2 separate regions of the Hordeum vulgare genome follow, and region 2 is linked to region 1. The links are chromatin contacts, called in public Hi-C maps. All regions are on one chromosome and are shown on one strand. Each heading gives the region's core, a stretch centred on a gene start, on an enhancer-like site or on the middle of the called end of the contact. The rest is flanking DNA. Distances are from core to core; before and after follow the strand shown.

Region 1 (3,948 bases), core at 793-3,292:
GACAAATCACTTATGAGTTGCTATTGTCTGTAAGTTTTTCAATTCGTTGTCTACATATAACTTGTTTAGTTATTTCAATTCATTGTCTATATATAATTAACTTGTACTCTATTATGCAGAATGAAGATTCTGGAGTGTAAAAGTAAGAGCATCATAAATATTGGGTTTATTGATCCAAATAAAATACATATAGCGACGCTAACTAATTATCCCAAGGAGACGGAGGAAAACCTTCTAAGGTTTCTAATAGATCAAAATTTCTGTGACCACATACTGTTTCCATACAACTTCAGGTGAGGGTCTTTACTCTGTTGTGTCCATTCACTTATAAGTGTAATTGATAAGTTACTCACACACACACACACACACACACACACACACACACACACACACACATATATATATATATATATATATATATATATATATATATATATATATATATATATACATGTGTAGCTTCCATTGGATTCTGTTGGACATTCAAATTGATAAGGGAAGAGTTGATGCCTTCGACCCATTATCGAGACCCTTGGAACAGTTCCAAAGCCTGCAGGACATGCTCCAAGGGTAATTTTAATCATTCTTGCGCTCTATCGGTCTCTTTCGATGATTTTCTGATATATCAATTAATGAAAAACTTAGCAAATCATTATCCTTGTCGGGCAGGGTTTGTAATCGGTTCAAGTGCGTGACTCCCGGTAACTTTCCTGAGAAGCTGACCTTTAGAGCGGCTCAGGTAAGTAGTAGTATGATATACTTCTATTAATTTTCAATACATTTATGATGCTAGATTATTATTTTGATTATATATATTCCATTCTCGTAAAGTGCGACCAGCAGCCACGGGGAACGCATCTATGCGGATACTATGTTTGCGAGACCATTCGCACGTTTACCTCTGAGTTCAAGGAGCACAGATTCAACGTAAGCAATGAACATTCACACCTCTATTTTTACCCATCATTCTTTGTTATCATGATTGATATTCATATTCATCTCCTCTTCTTATATAGCACACGGCCATGAGGACGAAGGTCCTACCAGAGCAACGCGCGATTGCTGTTGCATAGGAGCTTGCGGGATTTCTGAGAACGGAAGCTATAGAAGACAAAGGACGATTTAGTGTAGCTAAGGGCCATTACTCATGTTCGTCCATGTAATCGAATAGACGGGCTCTAGTCCCGATAATTTAGATCTCCATATAATTGTATATATATGATCGCTTGTAAGATAAGTTAATCTTATATATATATGCATAATTATTTCTATTTTAAATTATATGAAAACTAATTCCCGAACACAAAACGAGGCATCAATAAACACCTAAACCCTAAACCCTAAAACCCTAAAACCCAAAAATAATTTCATTAAAAAAAACCCAAAAGCCAGCAAAATCTGAAAATCTTTAGTCCCGGACCGTGTAACGAACCGTGACTAAAGGGCCTGCCCCTGGGGCGCTACGAGACGCCCACGTGGAACACCTTTAGTCCCAGCTTGTAACAGGCCGGGACGAAAAGGTTAGGCCTTTAGTCCCGTCCTTTAAGCCCGGTTGGAGAACCGGGACTAAAACCCCCTTACGGGCCGGGGCTATAGGCCCTGTCCCCAGTAGTGCCAAGATTCTTCTAGACAACCAACCATGGCATGTCAAGTAGCTGTTGTAATATTCACAATTCTTTCAACATTCAAATTCCCGTGGGCTAGGCTAACTAAACAAGTACTAGTACGTATGAGTAAAAATCATTTGCACATGCAAGGATATGAATTTCCATCCATGTTTGGCAGATCAAGTTGCCAAGAAAGAGTAGATATGCATGGTTAGGCATGGTTGGATGGGTAGGTGAAGTTAGCAATTCTTGTGGGCATAGGTCCACCATAACTCTCCGAATTAAAAAAAAAAAAGAAAACTCCCCGAATTAAAATCTCCTCCTCCCCCCTGTTCCGCAGCCCGAGTCACACGCCTCCTTCAGACAGGTGATCTCCCTCGGAACCAGCCGTGGCTCATGGGGGGCCTCTCCCACCGTTCCCTCCCCTCCCTTTCATCCCGGCCCTTCTCCTTTGGGAGCTAGCGCTCCATATATACCCTCTCCACCCCGTCTCTCGCCCCTGCCCCCATCCACTCCATCCACAACCCACGCTCCAAAAGGCGAGAAGAAAGTAAGAGAAAAAGGTCGGATGATGAGAGAGAGGGAGGCAGGTAGTATAGGACCAGGAAGATGAGAGAAAGTTGGCTAGAGAGGGAGCCTTTTCGTTTTGAGGGGAATGTTGTCTGGCTCGGGGTTCTCTTTCTTTCTCTCTCCCTCTATCTTCCTCCCCTCGGTCGATCCCTCCATGATCAGATCAAAGATCCGATGAGGGGGGAGAGGAGAGTGAACGTGCGTAGATCTCGGACCAGGCTTCATTCCCCCCAAAGACAAGGGCTCCCGGCCATGATCGATCGATTTCCTCCCCTGTCGGGATCCAGGTTGGTTAATCGCCTCTCCCGAATCTGAGATGGGCGAGCCGATTGGTTTCTTTCTGTTCAGGTTATCCCCCTCCATCCCTCTCGCAAACAGTTCTCTTTTTTTTCCTCCGTGCGTTTGGGTGATGGATGGATCTCTTTTTTGGTGGCATGCGTATAAACTGCATGAGATGCAGATTGGTGCAATGATGAGGGGGCGTGACTGCATGCTTGTGCATGCAGCCGCACACACATCGCAGCTTCTTCTCATTGGGGATCTCTCCCTCCTCTCTTTCCCTCTGCAATTATTAGCCTGTGATGGGGGAAAAGTAGTCATCATTACTGTATTTCTTTCTAGGCCCTTTACCTTGGTTTCGATGCATGTCTGAACTTGTAACGCTTTCGATGTTTTCATGCCTTAATTAAGATTCATTACATGTTTGCACACCTTAATTTGTTGGTCAAGTTTACATGTTTAATTTCCCAATTGATGAGAAATTAGCCAAGCGTACTCATAGGTCCCTGATTTTCTCAGCTGAAAACTATAGGTCCCCATCACTGCACACATGTTTACTGCTATGTCGACTAGATCTAGAACAGGCGCAGATCAGAATTAAACGCGTGTGCAAAGGAACATAGTATTTGCATTGATTATAATCGAATTCCAGGAATGGTAAATTCGTATAATTTCACTTGTTTGATTTTCCTGGTTTATTCCATGAAAAAATAATACTCCATTCCAGGAAAGAAGGATTAAACATAATGGTAGTAGCACACACAAATTAATCAATCATGGCAATGTTTCGTTGGGAATTGTTTTAGTCGTATCACGAGCAAATATAAGTCCAGCAAAAGCAGTTCATACAACTTTATTTCACTCAGTTATACAAGATGGATATCCTTGATGTTCCTGGCCGGCAAAAGACAAGTTCTTTCATGAGCTGCCAGCTAGGCTGATACTAATGTCGATTCAGAACTGGCCCAGTTATTCATCCACTTGAACATGAAATGCAGTGCTACTCCGGAAAGGTACCGCTCCATCGGTTGAATTTTTTGGGAAACCTGTATTGATTGGAGCATATGCATGTCAGACCAACTCACCCAGAAGTGTACTCCTACTGCGTGGAATAGTTAAAAGTATTCAAGTCTTTTGTTTTAGCACACCAACGCATGCATTGATGTTGGTGCAGCCTTGTTGTTTGCTCTGAGTTTGTTTGCTGTTCAAGCCTTTGAACTCTAGCTGGAAGGTTGGGAAGTGTACTATGCGCCCTATATTAGTTGTTTGCGTCGAGATGCTCATACCTTGATCAGCTGCTGCATATGTGTTGCACATAATGGTGTTTCCAATGCCCCCAAACTCCTAAAGATTCCCTTGTTATGTACTAGCACATTACTAATATATTAGTTGGCTACATACGCCTTAATCACTTCTCTTCGGGATCCTCTCTTAGTCAATTAACTTAAGTAATAAAGGAATAAAAGTTTCATGGGTTAGGCTCTAATATCTT
Region 2 (4,083 bases), core at 487-2,986, 350 kb before region 1:
AAATTATGTATCTTTTACTGACGAACAAATACAGGATAGCGACCTTCAACATCCATGTCCGTGGACTGACTACTTTGTTCGCGTACGGATCTGAGAGAATATTTGCGAGTAGACATTAAAAATGCACATGCTCTCTCTCTCAAAAAAAAGAGATGCAGATGGTCTAATCCTTACCAGTATCATTCACACGACAAAGCGGGGCATAGCAATATGATTTTATCATTTTTATTGCTAAGTGGGTGGGCAACCATACCTACCCTGGTTGGCTGTTTCATAACGAAAATATCGCAAAGAAGAGAACATTTGCTCACTCTAAAGCACCCACTCTTTGCTACGTATGTACTTTCTCTGTTCTTAAATATAAGATCTTTTAAAAAATTCACTATGGACTACATACGAAGTAAAATGAGTGAATCTATATTCTAAAATATGTCTATATATACATCCGTATGCAGTTCATAGTGAAATCTCTAAAAGGTCTTATATTTAGGAACGGATGGAGTATTGTAGAGTACCCAGTAGCAAATAAAAGCTGCTATATATGAGGTGGTGTGCAGTTTGTGACATATGTTTAGGTAGTGCAGGTCCATTTTATTTCCCATTCTACTACTAACTAGTATTTTATCTGTCCTAAAATAACGGTTTCAACTTTATACAAGCTTTAATATAAAATTATACTAAACTTAAAACATTTATTTTAAGACGGATGGATATAAGACTTTAGGCCCCGATAAAAAAAACTACTCCAGTACTTATACATGCATCAGCTAGCTGCGAGCCCATCACACGCACGGACCGTCTTGCCAACCTACGAAGTACCACGCGTCGATGACACCGCCGGCGAGCGGCGGGCCGGCCACGCATGCATGCGGCGAAAGCATTATGCCTCTGCTGAATCAAACGTACACCGCTTAGCACGCACACACGCACCGACGCACGGGGCCTCAGCCTCCAACGAAAAACCCCGCAGCCATGCATGCATACACACGTTCCGAGCAAACTGCACGCGAGGCACGCGGCAGGACATGATCGAAATGATCGGGAAGGAAACTGGGAGCGCATGCCGGGGACGCATGTAGATGTAGGCGCAGGGCGGCAGGGGGTACGTAGAAGAAGCAATGGACGTGCCCGAGGTGGGGGGACGTGCATGGTCGCCGTTTCGTCGTGGTGGCGGTCTCATCAGACGAGCGTGGACGTACGCTGCCGTGCCGGATCGTGCATGGGTTGCCGGTTGAAGAAGGGAGCAGCGTGGAGCAGAGATTGATTGCTCCTTGCGTGTCTCCTTCCTCTGGCTTTCTTGATCCGCGGGAACCATGAGAAGGTGCAGGAGGAGGACGTACGTTGATCTGTTCTGTGCAGAGAACTCCTATTTTTACACATCATTGGTATATTTTTGGTGAACTGATCGCAGTAGCAAATAAAGATGCCATGGCATGGTAGGCCCGGCCTCCTGCCGCGACCTGTCTGTTGATATGTCTTTCCAGCCAGAGCACGGACCCCCCTTCCCCCGCACACACACACACACACACTCTCTCTCAATCATGTCCTTGATCATAAACTCGGCATTTAAGCTTGTGTTCAAACAGGCGTCAGAAAAGATATCGACCGATGAAAAGTTTTTTTTTTTTTTGAAAGCGACCGATGAAAAGTTGGAGCAAGGAGAAAGCCAGCTTTTCAAGCGTTGTCATGGGTGCATGTTCCGTGCTTTCATGGTCTTTTTCTAGGCTGACCGGTGGGGTAGAGGAGGCTACCTTGATTAACCTTGATTACCAGGATCTGCCGTTCTGTGGCGAATTTCGAAGGAAGCGTGTGATCCCTCGAGGAAAAGTGGTGACAAGACAAACTCGCAGCAAGTGGCATCTGAGTCAAAAACAAAAAAGCAGACGGGGAAAGGAGCCCCGATCGATCCAGCCTATATGTTGGCCAAGCTGAGCGAGACCCAACACATAAATCCAGGGTTTCAGTGGCGCACAGCGCAACAGCAACCAGATGAAGTATCCACCTTCCCAAAACAAGGCCACAAGCCCACAAGGACCGAACCCTTCAGCAAAGCCGAATCAATCGATCGCTTTCTGATGCCCCGAGCGAACAAAGATCGCTCTTCACGCGAGGAACGGTTTAGTAGAGATGAATAATTTTTTTTCAAAAAATAGCAGAAAAAATCAAAAAAATACAGACATTTGTTTGCAGCAAAGATGATCGAGTGTTCTAGCTGGGTGTAAAATTTCAGGATTTTCTGTGTTCTTTGCTATTTTTTGATTTTTTTTTCAAAATACTGTTCATTTGGGCGATGTCGCCACGTCAGAAAGAACAGTGATGGCGTGACGGCAGGTGCCACGTGTCGGCTGACATGCCTGTTGCCACGACCGGGGGGGGGGGGGGTCTTTTTTATCAATTTCATCTAGAGGTTTTTTTTTTCTTTCTAACAATTTGATTGTGCATGTAATCTTTTTGGACAAAAACTCGTGCTTCTTGTGTTTTTATCAGGCACCACTCCACATAAGATATATGTGTGTGTTTCACATAGTCACAATCATCTATGACATCTTTTTTTTGAAACAAGATATATGAGATCTTTGGTGTCTAGTGCTAGTATATGCCTCTTTCAATGCAAGGGTGCTTAGATGAAGCGCTAAGTGCATTAAATATCTTAACAACCCAACTCCCGAATGCATAGAGTGCTTAACTTGTTGTTGCTAAGCCCACTTTATTTAATGATATAGCATCTAAACTCTTTCATGCATTGGTCATCTTTTTTCATTGAAGTGTTTTGCCTAGGTTCACGTGCTTGACATTGGTTCTTTCTGGGGTCAACAAAGTGCTCTCTCTCGTTCTTAAATGATGTGCCATGTCACTTTCTTGCTTATGTGGCATGCTTAGCACCCATCCACCATGGAGCACTAGAAAGGGCCTAAGAACATCTACATCCTGTCTGTAGTACTAGTATTCTACTTCTTTATCCAATGCACAAGAATGCTAGGTAGGTTATTCTCAATATAAGTGTTTATTCATTTTTCATTGTACCAGAGTGCAGTAGATAATAGTGATGCCTAGTCCCGAAATAAAAAAAGTTTTTTATTTTTTTTAATAATAAATCCCTTGAAAAGTAATGATATGGAGGGCACCCATGGATACAGATAACCATGAATTGTGTGAGAATGGTGGAAAAGAAAATAAATTTTATTTTACATTTGGGAACCGCCTATGATTTATCTCGCATGGAAGATATTGGGAATTCTCGGTCGTTTTTGTTGACGGTAAAAGAATGCCCCTCAAAACAATTTTATCTCCCAATTTAAGCTATGAGCTCTCGCACCTCTAAATAGCCTCTACGATGTTTATGTTCAACATAGCCTCTACGATGTTTATGTTCATAGTGATTTATATCCTACTCATGCTTGCATCCAATGTTGGTTAATCTCAAAGCATGTTTATGACTGTTGTCGCTCTCTAGTTGGCCGCTTCCCAGTCTTTTGCTAGCCTTCACTTGTATTAAGCGAAAATACTGCTTGTGCATCCATCCCCATAAACCCAAAGTTGGTCCATATGATTCCACCATACCTACCTATTTGCGGTATTCACCTGCCGTTCTAAGTAAATTTGCATGTGCCATTCTCTAAACCTTCAAATAAATATTCTGCTTTGTATGCCCGAATCGCTCATGTAGTGACTAGGGGCTATCAGTATCTTCCATGCTATGTGGGTTATTCTCAAGATATGTGTTGATTCACTATCATTCACGAGAAAGTGGCTGATAATCGGGATGCCCAGTTCTGTGCTCAAAAGTCAAATCAAACTTAATGAAACAAAACTTCCTCAGGATTGTTGTTTGTATGGACGGTACCTGTAGATGCGGCCTGTCGTAGAATGTGTCTGATTGGTGGAGGGGGAGTAAGAACTTTACTATTTTGTTTGGGAACCGCCTATAATGTATTTAGCATGGAACATATTGACAACTCTTAGTTGTTACGTTGACAATGAAAGTATACCACCCAAATTTTTGATTCACCCCGGTTTTAAAAGCTGGAGCTCTGGCACCTCTGCAAATCAATGCTTCCCTCTGTGAAGGGCTTATCTATTTTA

What was found. A called contact is a pair of places that touch in the nucleus more often than the background predicts.
Region 2: a Hi-C map of leaf shows a contact between it and region 1, with 4 times the contacts expected there. The contact joins two enhancer-like sites. A contact is called at or near these places in 2 of 6 Hi-C or Micro-C datasets (leaf and seedling) and 1 of 1 datasets of contacts at active chromatin or transcription factors (embryo).

The regions. Positions count from the first base shown.
Region 1 is chr7H:537,229,880-537,233,827 of MorexV3_pseudomolecules_assembly, reverse strand. No RefSeq gene overlaps it. Among protein-coding and RNA genes, the nearest start is that of LOC123410117, 270 kb to the right of the region's middle. Within about 2 kb of position 2,042, at least 3 of the 3 cell types and tissues checked have open chromatin away from gene starts, as enhancers often do. A contact at or near this core is called in leaf, where this site is marked.
Region 2 is chr7H:537,582,749-537,586,831 of MorexV3_pseudomolecules_assembly, reverse strand. No RefSeq gene overlaps it. Among protein-coding and RNA genes, the nearest start is that of LOC123412943, 37 kb to the left of the region's middle. Within about 2 kb of position 1,736, at least 2 of the 3 cell types and tissues checked have open chromatin away from gene starts, as enhancers often do. A contact at or near this core is called in leaf, where this site is marked.